Regions from separate parts of the Mus musculus genome. Here all the other regions are linked to region 1. The links are chromatin contacts, called in public HiChIP or PLAC-seq maps. All regions are on one chromosome and are shown on one strand. Each heading gives the region's core, a stretch centred on a gene start, on an enhancer-like site or on the middle of the called end of the contact. The rest is flanking DNA. Distances are from core to core; before and after follow the strand shown.

Evidence for each region. HiChIP or PLAC-seq counts read pairs in DNA pulled down with a chosen protein or histone mark.
Region 2: an H3K27ac HiChIP or PLAC-seq map of trophoblast stem cells shows a contact between it and region 1, with 6 times the contacts expected there. The contact joins two enhancer-like sites. A contact is called at or near these places in 6 of 115 datasets of contacts at active chromatin or transcription factors (embryonic stem cells, extraembryonic endoderm stem cells and trophoblast stem cells) and 1 of 9 other capture datasets (embryonic stem cells).
Region 3: a contact with region 1 is called in an H3K27ac HiChIP or PLAC-seq map of trophoblast stem cells, with 4 times the contacts expected there. The contact joins two enhancer-like sites. A contact is called at or near these places in 1 of 484 Hi-C or Micro-C datasets (cortical neurons), 4 of 115 datasets of contacts at active chromatin or transcription factors (differentiating embryonic stem cells, embryonic stem cells, pancreatic cancer cells and 1 more) and 1 of 9 other capture datasets (embryonic stem cells).

What each region holds. Positions count from the first base shown.
Region 1 is chr1:89,181,103-89,184,992 of GRCm38.p6, reverse strand. No RefSeq gene overlaps it. Among named protein-coding and RNA genes, the nearest start is that of Gm34331, 79 kb to the right of the region's middle. Within about 2 kb of position 1,337, at least 115 of the 459 cell types and tissues checked have an H3K27ac peak or open chromatin away from gene starts, as enhancers often do. A contact at or near this core is called in pancreatic cancer cells and trophoblast stem cells, where this site is marked.
Region 2 is chr1:88,598,084-88,601,863 of GRCm38.p6, reverse strand. No RefSeq gene overlaps it. Among named protein-coding and RNA genes, the nearest start is that of Gm41912, 30 kb to the right of the region's middle. Within about 2 kb of position 1,488, at least 9 of the 459 cell types and tissues checked have an H3K27ac peak or open chromatin away from gene starts, as enhancers often do. A contact at or near this core is called in trophoblast stem cells, where this site is marked.
Region 3 is chr1:88,532,037-88,535,963 of GRCm38.p6, reverse strand. No RefSeq gene overlaps it. Among named protein-coding and RNA genes, the nearest start is that of Gm19589, 18 kb to the left of the region's middle. Within about 2 kb of position 1,678, at least 47 of the 459 cell types and tissues checked have an H3K27ac peak or open chromatin away from gene starts, as enhancers often do. A contact at or near this core is called in pancreatic cancer cells and trophoblast stem cells, where this site is marked.

The DNA.
Region 1 (3,890 bases), core at 88-2,587:
TCACCATGGTGGGTTCAGTGCTCTCAACAGAGCAAGAGATCAGGGATCAAAACCCATGAAACCATGTATCAAAACAAATCTTTCTCTCCTTGTTTCTTAAGTTGATATCCTATCTCAGTGATGAAAAGTACAATATACCTAGTATGCTTTCTGTTGCTATAACAAAGTCCCTGAGGCTAAGTACTTTAAACGGAAAAGAGATTTATTTGGCCCATCATTCTGAAATTTCAGAGTGGCAGCATCTGGTTGGCTACGCCAAAGCCTTGGCAGATGGTCTCATGACAGATGGTCTTATGGCTGTGGGAATGCATTTGGAAGAAGGATTCCGGGCAGGTGCCAAACTTGATTATATCAACCCATTTTCTCCAGCACTAATCTAGTCCAACAGGCAGACTTAATCCATTCACAAAGTTAGAGACACCGTGACCTAATTACCTTTCACCAGTCCCCATGTCTTAAATGCTTCACCACTGCGGTCCACACACAGGAACAAGCTTGAAACATGCTAGCCTCTCAGAGTGTATATTTAAAGGATGGCAAAGACAGTCTCCGTTGGGGCTTCAGACTTACCAAGCATTTAAATTGGCGACTGCAGGAACCATGCCTATTGAGGGTGACTGGCAGAAACTTCCAGGCTTGTGCTATTTCTCTGGGATGTTTGCCACTGTCCCATGAGGATCCTGCAACTGTGTTTGATTAACAAACTACTGTGACCAAAGTTTGGCAGCTGGGTTGCCACTTTAACCTCTATTTCCCCTAAATGTAATAACATGCAGGATCAACTAACATTATGCAAATCCCACTATTTAGAAAAAGATTTTATTTTTCTGCATATATGTCTGCTTGTGTGTATATGTGTGGGAATACTAGTGCCCTGGGAGGACATGGGATTCCCTGGAGCTGGAGTTGCACATAGTCATGACAGAGGCACCTGACATAGGCACCAGAAGCCTAGCTCAGGTCTTCTGTTAGGGCAGCCCATGCTTTTCACTGCTGATGAGCAGCATCTCTCTGGACCCAAGTTCTACATCTTTAAACACTGTATTATTTCTTTAATTGAGGTGCAAATAATGCTACATCCCCGAAGAGTGACTGTGGGGAAAGCAACAAAGTTAAAGCATCCCAGCTACAATGTTTCTCCAGTTCTGTAAACAGCCAGACGCCTGGGTCCAGAGAGTTCCGCCTTGGGTCCAGAGAGTTCCGCCTGTTACCCCGCCCTCCTCCACCCCCCTGCTTCTTGAACCTACCTAGCAAGGCCACTATTCGTCAGCTCATGTTTCCTTGGAAACCATTGATAAGATTTCAAAACACTTCAAAACAATATAACCGTTCTCTGAGATGTTTCCATGGTTGCTGGGAAACAAGGTCCTCCTTTTGGCTGCAGGAAGGGAGGGGATGGGGACTCCCGTGCTACAGGCAAAACTGAATGTCTAAGACAAGCTCAGCCCCCCCGCCCCCCGCACTGGGGGGAGGGGATGTGGACCCCAGGTAGATCCAGCTCTGCTAGGTGGAGCCCAGACTCTGCCCCCTTGTTACTTATTGTAAAGGGCCAGAGGCTACACCCTAGTTCTCCACTTCCTCCAATACAACCAAAGACAAAGAGAGACTCTAGGGAAACACGTGGACTTGCAGTTTCTCTGTTTCCACCCCCATCCTCCCACCCCTGACCCTATCTGTGTCTTTTAGTTATCCAAGATCCAGGGGACAATGAGCAAGGATTTGAAGAACCACAGACCCAGGACTTCATCCGGCTTTCCAAATCCCTCTGTCTTAGGTTTCTATTGTTGTGATGTAACGCCATGACCAAAAAGCAAGTTGGGGAGGAAAGGGTTTATTTGGTTTACACTTCCACATTATGGTCCATCGTTGAGAAAGTCAGGACAGGAACTCAAGCAGGGATAGAACCTGGAGGCAGGAGCTGATGCAGAGACCATGGAGAGGTAGTGCTTACTGGTTTCTCCCTGTGGCTTGTTCAGCCTGTTTCCAATAGAACCCAGGACCTCCAGCCCAGGAGTGGTACCACTCACAATGGGTTGGGCCTTCCCCCATCCATCTCTAAGTAAATGCTCTGCAGGCTTGCCTACAGTCCAGTCTTACAGAGGCATTTTTTTTTTTTAAACTGAGATGCCCTCCTCTCTGTGTCAAGTTGACACACCAGCTCTAAATGAAAAGATGCATCCTGTGTACCTGGGTGGGTTTGTAAGATGAGTGGGTACAGGGCCCGTGTCCTGGGTCACACCTGCTATCCACACATCTCTTATTTGACATGCTGCCTGGTGAGGCTGAAGCCACATAGGAATAAGCACTTCGGAGGTACTGAGGCTTCGCTGCATGGGAAAGGAGGGGGATTCCCACTCCCAAGGAGGGAGGCTTGTCTTACACTTCATCTCCTCCCTGTTTGTCTCCTCATCAAGTCTGTCCTGAAATTCACCCTTTCCTGTTCTGAGCCCCACCGCGTCAGACTACTTCCATTAGCAAAGAAATGAAAAGCAAACAGAAAACATGCAGGCCCCGTCTACTCTGGCGACTTCCCTTCTGAGCTCTGCCTTGGAGAAGATTATCCCCGTGGGATCTCTGCAATTCCTCCCTCCCTAGTCCTACACTTGACCAGGGCCTCAGGACCCTCATCTGGATGAATCAATGATCTTGACACACCCTCCTATTAGATCCATGGATGACCTAACCCTCCCCATAGAACCACGGATGACCTAAAACGGTTTCTTCAGTTCTTAGCTCACTTTTAACCACTTGAGAGGTCATTGTCCCACACAAAAGCATCGCCTCTGGTAGAAGCAGTGCTTCCGGTCTGCCCATCCTCTTCATCCTGAGGCTGGCCTCCACAGTCTCCAGGTCTGCCACCTCCTTGCTGACCTGAACAGAGAGGCTGTATTACCTTGGTGTGTGGTAGGGAGAAGTTTCTTCTTCCACCCTCCCTGAGACCAGCATGCATTGCTTTCTTCTTTAAATCAAAGTGCAGCCGGCAAGGAACATGTCTCCTGTTATTCATGATCAACATCTCCTGGGTCTGTGTCTCCTTCTTTAATTATCCTTTTATTTATTTGTGAGAACTACATATATGGGACCCCGACTTAGAGCATTTCTCCCTGGAAGGTAAAGCCCCTGGACGTTCCCCAAGCTTGTTTTCCCTGATCTCTAAAAATACAGCCAAAAAGAAGCTCTTTGTTCTCTATAGCCAGCAAAAAGCCTTTTTGTTTCTATACTTTACAACCAGAGATACCTGCCTTCCTGTGCTGAGGACACAGAGATAAAAATTCAGAAAGAACTCACTCCCCACTCCTGCCTTGTAAATTTCACCAAGGACACCCGGAAGAGAAGAACTCTTCCCAACTCCTCCCAACTCTTCCCAACTCCTCCCAACTCTTCCCAACTCCTCTCAACTCTTCCCAACTCTCCTCCTAACTCCTCCCAATTCCTCAGCTAGCTGTTAAAAGCCCCCTACTGTCATGGCTCAGGGTCAAACTCCCCTGCTCTGCACGGCGGAGGGACTTCGTCCTCAGCTAGCTGATAATAAAATCTCTTGCAGTTTGCATCAGGTGTGGTTTTCTCTTGGGTCACTGGAGTGCCGGCCAGCTTATCCCGGGACTTGAGTGGAGGCCCAGCTTCAGGGGTCTTACACATACATATATACAATGAAATTTAGTCATACCCACTCTCTATTTTTCTTCTTCAATATCCTCTTATCCTCCTGATAGAGATAGAGATGGAGATTGAGAGATAACCCATACAAGCCAATGGATCCATGGGTGTGAAGTTATCCATTTGCACAGGGTAAACCTACCACCGAGAAACCTCATAAAGGATTGGTTCTCTCCTCTAACCCCCCACCTCCATCAAGCACAGTAGGTCCTCATTAAGGGTAAAGCCTGGAG
Region 2 (3,780 bases), core at 239-2,738, 580 kb after region 1:
AATGCAAGTTCTGGAGCTAGAAAACAAACAGCAGGAACAGGGCTTGGACATTGGCTTGGTTGGGGTTTTCCTGCAGTGAAGAGACACCATGACTGTCTTAATTAGGGTTTTACTGCTGTAAACAGACACCGTGAACAAGCCAAGTCTTTTAAGAACAACACTGAATTGAGGCTGGCCTACAGATTCGGAGGTTCAGTCCATTATCAAGGTGGGAGCATGGCAGCATCCAGGCAGGCATGGTGCAGGCAGAGCTGAGAGTTCTACATCTTTACCTGAAGGCTGCTAGCAGAATACTTGCCTTCAGGTAGCTAGGATGAGGGTTTTAAAGCCCACACTCACAGTGACACACCTACTCTAACAGGGTCACACCTTCTAATAGTGCTACTCCCTGGGCCGAGCATATTCAAACCATAACAATGACCAAGGCAACTCTAATAAAGGACATTCAATTGGGGCTGGCTTACAGTTTCAGAAGTTAGTCCATTATCATCATGGCAGGATGCACGGCAGCCAGCAGGCAGTCATGGTGCTGGAGAGGAGCTGAGAGTTCTACATCTTGATCCAAATGCTGTCAGGAGGAGACTGGCTTGTGCAGGCAGTCAGCAGGAGGGTCTCTTCCCCATTGAGCAGAGCCTGAGTGCTAGGATCCCTCAAAGTTCACCTACACAGTGACATACTTTCTCCAACAAGGCCATGCCCCCTGTTAGTGCCACTTCCTGTATACTCACTGGGCCAAGCATATTCAAACCACCACAGACATGCAGCCATGTGACTTCTGATGCCAGACCTCAGAACAGACATGCACACACAGCCCTTGTCAGCATTTGCCTGGGTAGATTGGGTGGCTGAGGTCTTGCCTTCTCAAAGGAACAGACAAGCCAATGCCCAGGAAGAGAGGAAAAGAGGCATAGAAATGGCTCCTCTCTGACCTTGCCAGCTGAATCAGCACCTTATTTTTCACCAGGAGCCACCTCTGAGTGACTCCCTGAGTCACCTCTTCCTATAAAAGGAAACCTCTTAAGCAACCAAAGTACCCCCAAATGTCAACCGACTGCAGTCACAGCGACAATTTTCCCATGGAGCATTTATCATCTCCTCCCTTATTCCCCCATCCTCAGTTGGACCATCTCCATCCAAGTTTCCTATCTTGAGTCATTGCCCACAGAACTTCAGAGTGCTGAAGTCTAATCACATGCTTGCTTGCCTCGCAGCTCACTGGCTGAGGTTTCTCTTACCTGGCTCGTAGCAGGCAAGTTCTGCTAAATTGATGGCTGGACACATGTGCTTAAAAAAACAACAGGAAGTTCACAGTCTTCGTTTAGTTGACGAAGGCTAAATTCCTTAACAGGGCTCATGCTGTTGAAGTACAGGATGGGCATGAACAAAAGCAGTACAGCATCCCATCAGAGCCAGGCAACCATGTGAGGCAGGGGGTAGCCAGCCCCAGGCCAGATGACTTACTGTATACAACCATGACTAAGGCATTGCAAGCTTCCACTGACAGTGTAGAAGATAGCAGGAGTCACAAACTCACAAGGCTGAGTCCTTATCTGAGAATGTCACATGGTGGTGAGGCCATCATTTAATTCCTAGACATAGGTCAGCCTGACTCTAAAGATGAGCTCACTCTGCTAGGATCCACTGGCCCAGGTTTCTGTTTCATAATTATATCCCAACTCTTGTGTTAGAAACTGGAAACTGAGCTACACAGGGGACAGACTGTATTCATGGGATATCAAAGACCCATAGCTAAACTATGGCTTTTTAAGTCACTTCCTGGGATCCTGGGACCGTCCCAGGACCCAACAAAGTCCTAGAAACTGCCCTGTTTCTCTTGGGCAACTAAAGATGACATCATTATATTTAAGATCATTGGCACAAAGCATTTTTTTTTCCATTTTTTATTAGGTATTTAGCTCATTTACATTTCCAATGCTATACCAAAAGTCCCCCATACCCACCCACCCCCACTCCCCTACCCACCCACTCCCCCTTTTTGGCCCTGGCGTTCCCCTGTACTGGGGCATATAAAGTTTGCAAGTCCAATGGGCCTCTCTTTGCAGTGATGGCCGACTAGGCCATCTTTTGATACATATGCAGCTAGAGACAAGAGCTCCGGGGTACTGCTTAGTTCATATTGTTGTTCCACCTATAGGGTTGCAGTTCCCTTTAGTTCCTTGGGTGCTTTCTCTAGTTCCTCCATTGGGGGCCCTGTGGTCCATTCAATAGCTGACTGTGAGCATCCACTTCTGTGTTTGATAGGCCCTGGCATAGTCTCACAAGAGACAGCTATATCTGGGTCCTTTCAGCAAAATCTTGCTAGTGTATGCAATGGTGTCAGCGTTTGGAAGCTGATCATGGGATGGATCTCTGGATATGGCAATCACTAGATGGTCCATCCTTTCGTCACACTTCCAAATTTTGTCTCTGTAACTCCTTCCATGGGTGTTTTATTTCCTATTCTAAGAAGGGGCAAAGTGTCCACACTTTGGTCTTCGTTCTCTTGATTTTAATGTTTTTAGCAAATTATATCTTATATCTTGGGTATCCTAAGTTTCTGGGCTAATATCCACTTATCAGTGAGTACATATTGTGAGAGTTCCTTTGTGATTGGGTTACCTCACTCAGGATGATGCCCTCCAGGTCCATCCATTTGGCTAGGAATTTCATAAATTCATTCTTTTTAATAGCTGAGTAGTACTCCATTGTGTAAATGTACCACATTTTCTGTATCCATTCTTCTGTTGAGGGGCATCTGGGTTCTTTCCAGCTTCTGGCTATTATAAATAAGGCTGCTATGAACATAGTGGAGCATGTGTCCTTCTTACTGGTTGGGGCATCTTCTGGATATATGCCCAGAAGAGGTATTGCTGGATCTTCCGGTAGTACTATGTCCAATTTTCTGAGGAACCGCCAGACTGATTTCCAGAGTGGTTGTACAAGCTTGCAATCCCACCAACAATGGAGGAGTGTTCCTCTTTCTCCACATCCTCACCAGCATCTGCTGTCACCTGAATTTTTGATCTTAGCCATTCTGACTGGTGTGAGGTGGAATCTCAGGGTTGTTTTGATTTGCAGTTCCCTGATGATTAAGGATGTTGAACATTTTTTCAGGTGCTTCTCTGCCATTAGGTATTCCTCGGGTAAGAAATCTTTGTTCAGTTCTAAGCCCCATTTTTTTTTAAGATTTATTTATTTATTATATGTGAGTACACTGTAGCTGTCTTCAGACACACTAGAAGAGGGCGTCAGATCTCGTTATGGATGGTTGTGAGCCACCATGTGGTTGCTGGGATTTGAACTCCAGACCTTTGGAAGAGCAGTTGGGTACTCTTACCCACTGAGCCATCTCACCAGCCCAGAGCCCCATTTTTAATGGGGTTATTTGATTTTATGGAGTCTACCTTCTTGAGTTCTTTATATATATTGGATATTAGTCCCCTGTCCGATTTGGGATAGGTAAAGATCCTTTCCCAATCTGTTGGTGGTCTTTTTGTCTTATTGACGGTGTCTTTTGCCTTGCAGAAGCTTTGCAATTTTATGAGGTCCCATTTATCGATTCTCGATCTTACAGCACAAGCCATTGCTGTTCTATTCAGGAATTTTTCCCCTGTACCCATATCTTCGAGGCTTTTCCCTACTTTCTCCTCTATAAGTTTCAGTGTCTCTGGTTTTATGTGGAGATCCTTAATCCACTTAGATTTGACCTTAGTACAAGGAGATAGTACTGGATCAATTCGAAATCTTCTACATGATAACAGCCAGTTGTGCCAGCACCAT
Region 3 (3,927 bases), core at 429-2,928, 650 kb after region 1:
CCTTCACCCCCAATTGCATGTCTTGCTTAAAGGTAGCCCATGCCATCTTAAGGTTTCTTGCTTCACTCTTCAAAGCTGAATTTCACAGGGTGCAAGGAGGAAGATTTGGGCCAACCTTTGATGCCTTTTAGAAAATCATCATTGGTGGGGCTGGAGAGATGGCTCAGCAGTTAAGAGCACTGACTGCTCTGCAGAGGTCTTCAGTTCAATTCCCAGCAACCACATGGTGGCTCACAACCATCTGTAATGGGATCTGATGCCCTCTTCTGGTGTGTCTGAAGTCAGCGACAGTGTACTCACATATATTAAATAAATAAATCTTTTTTAAAAAGATCATCATTGGCATTCTTCATGAAAATCTTGTCATTCTAAGGCTAGAAGAAGTTTTAGACTAAAGCAACCCACGTCACCTGTCAGACTGCAGGTCCCATAGAAGGAAGGTCCCTGCAGGGTCTATGGGGGAACTGGGATCAGATCCGAGGTCTAAGTCAGATGATGCAGATTACACTTTGCCAGGAAAAAACAAAGCTTGGAAAGACCTCAATTCATTCAGTAAGGACTTCACCCTTTATTTTAAGAATGACACAAAATCAAGGTTTTTTTGTTTTTTAAGTCAAGCATGCTAGTGCATGCTTATAATAGCAGAGGTGGGGGACATAGAGACAGGCAGATCCTTGGGGGCTTATTGGCCAGTTATCCTAGCTGACGTGAGTTCCAGGCCAGTGAGAGACCGTTTCTTCAAAACAAGGTCAGTGGCACCTGAAGAAGGACACATGGGATTGTCCTATACCTCCATCCACAGGAGCAAAGATGTACCCACCTACCCCCTTCCAAACCCAAAATTAAGGGTATTCTCACAAAAAGGGACCTCTCATGACTGCCCTCCGAAAGACCCAACGAGCAGCTGAAAGAGTCATATGCAGATATTTACACCCAACCAATGGACAGAAGCAGCTGACCCCTGTTGTTGAATTAGGGAAGGCTGAAAGAAGCTGAGGAGAAAGCGGGTCCTGTAGGAAGACCAGTAGTCTCAATTAATCTGGACCCCCTGAGATCTTTTGAACACTGGACCACCAAACAGAGAGTATACACCAACTGATATAAGGCCCCCAACACACATAAAGTAGAGGACTTCCGGGTCTATGTTCATTCAGAGATGATGTACCTAACCTTCAAGAGACTGGAGGTCCCAGGGAGTTTAGAGGTCAGGTGGGGTGGGGGTGGGGGCATCTATGTGGAGACAGGGGAGTGTGGAGGAAGTGTGGGATGTGGAGCAGTTGGAAGGTGGATGGGGGAGGATGAAGAATGGAATATTCAGTGTAAAAAATAAATTAAAAAAAATTCCCTATGTCTGGTATGGTATAGATGGTGTCCATTATTCAAATAGAAAAGGAATAGGCCTTTTTTTCTTTTTTCAATCTAGTCAGTATAAATAGGAATCACATTAGGTTATTTAATTTCTGAAGAGCTCACATGATTAGATTTAAATACAAAGCAAGCACAGCATTCTCTACTTGATTGAAATGATGTCTAATAAATGTTTGCGATCCTCTTGAGAAGTTAGATAATGTGAAGTTCAGTGCTTTCTCTTTCTTTAGTCAACACTTTAAACTTCCCGCTGGAGCTTGGCTCTCCCACTAACGTTGCTGGTCCATGACTCACCTCAGGAATAAAGAATGCTTTTGTGTGTGGGGCTTCACCACAGAGACGGTATTTTTTTTTTCTTTGTCTCAACCTCATCCTGAAGGTGTGGCTTTCTTAGCAAAATAGTCATTCTTTCTTTGTGCTGCTTGGGCCCCCACTCATTAATCGAGTCAAGTCTGGAACACCCATTAACAACCCCTAAAGATTCAAGGAAATCTACTCAAAGACCAGTTATTTCTTTAATGTTCTCAAATTCTCTCTTCAACAAAACCGAGAGCAAGGCTACACAAGATGAGTTGGGAGAGCTCAGGTTAGCAGAGTCCAGACTCCATGCAAAGGCAAATCCTCTGCCTTGTTATTAGCGTGACTAGAACCAGAAGACGTACAGGGATATCCTTAGCAAGCCAGAATGGCGTTGTCAGCTCAGTAAGTACATATCGAAGCAAAGACCAATTGGAGATAACTTTTATGAACAAAATATTTCTTTTTAACCACTAAGAGTCTTCAACCAGAAGGACTCCAAAGAAAATTCCAGGGGGGTGGGGGGGAGAACTTGATAGCAAAGACACATCATGAAACAATTTTCAAACAAGTGAACACATTTTCAAAGTTTAGATGAACAACAAGAACAACAATTTTGTTGAACAAAGAGCTAAATACTAGAAAAGTAATAGAGAAGTCTTGGAAAGTTACACAAGAGGGATCAAGATGGTGATGAGTATTTGACATAAAATTCACTAAAACTGAATTCAAAAATTGGTCATGAAGAGGGGAGAGAAAAGGAAAGAAGAGAAGAAGAAGGAGAAGGAGGAGGAGGAGGAGGAGGAGGAGGAGGAGGAGAAGAAGAAGAAGAAGAAGAAGAAGAAGAAGAAGAAGAAGAAGAAGAAGAAGAAGAAGAAGAAGAAGAAGAAGAAGAAGAAGAAGAGAGACACACATAGAGAGAGAGAGAAGAGAGAGCTTTAAAAACCAGGTTGGGGAGATAGCTCAGTGGTTAAGAGCACTGACTGCTCTTCTAAAGGTTCTTAGTTCAAATCCCAGCAACCACATGGTGGCTCACAACCATCTGTTATGAGATCTGATGCCCTCTTCTGGGGTGTCTGAAGACAGCTACAGTGTACTTACATATAATAAACAAACAAACAAACAAACATCCCAATATTGGCAGGGAAAGTACGTGTACATCAGTCCCCAAAGGACTGACACAGGTACAGGGTTTGATCTCTGCCACCTGATGAACCCAGGCTGTGTGAGGATGCTACACAGATCTGTTGGCAAAATGGTCCAGGTTTACAGGGAGCAATGTGCCAGCACTTAGTAAGTGCAGTGGAGAAAGGCTAAAGGCTTGACTGCACATGTGGGCATTCACCCCAGCAAGCAGACTCTCATCTGACTGAGACTGTACAAAGACCAGAGAAAGAACCTGGATGGATCTCACTAGAGATAGAAGGAAAGAGGCAGCTATGAAGAATGAACAGCAAAGAGGATGCAGGGACAAAATATTCTCATGTAAACCTTTAAGTACCACTAGAGTCTCTGAAAGGAGGAATGCGAAGAGGAATGCATGTATTTGCAAATGGGAACTAGAACCAAAAATGACCGAAAAATACAAACACTTGTGGAATCAGTGATGTATGACAATGGTTAGAGCTGAGTTTGAAAAACAGAATGAGAACAGGCCAAAGGGGTGGAATCAGGCCAGGCTAGAGGAGTGGAGTTGGGACAGGCCAAAAGAAACAGGTGGGGAAAGACCAGCAAGGCGGGTGCAGGCACACTACTTTGTTACAGTTTTCATGGTCAGAATGCTGTTATCTTTCATACACTGGAAATTAGTAAGCTCTGTAAGATTGAGAAGAAAAGGGGGAAAATAAAATACAATAGAAACAGAAGAAAATATAACAGTAAACCTATGTTTCAAGTGTCATTATGAGACATCAGTGGGACAAACAAACATTGACCCAAGGATTTTGACCATAAAACCCACAAACACACACAGTCATCATGCATTATGGGATACATTCATCTTTCATGGAGCTATGAATAAGGCAATATGTTCCCTGCAGACAATGAGTTTGTGGGCTATCTCACTACCACAGAAGCATGTAAGTGATGAGAGAAAGGGAGAGATAAGTAATGAAGGAGAAAAGGGAATATTTGCACAGATTGTTACAAATTTTATATCAGAACTATTCAATGTTGAATAAGAAAAACAACAACAAAATACCCTAAGTGGCTCTTCATTGAGTTGTAGCCTTGAGGAGATGCTCTCAGCCCAGCTGCTCATTA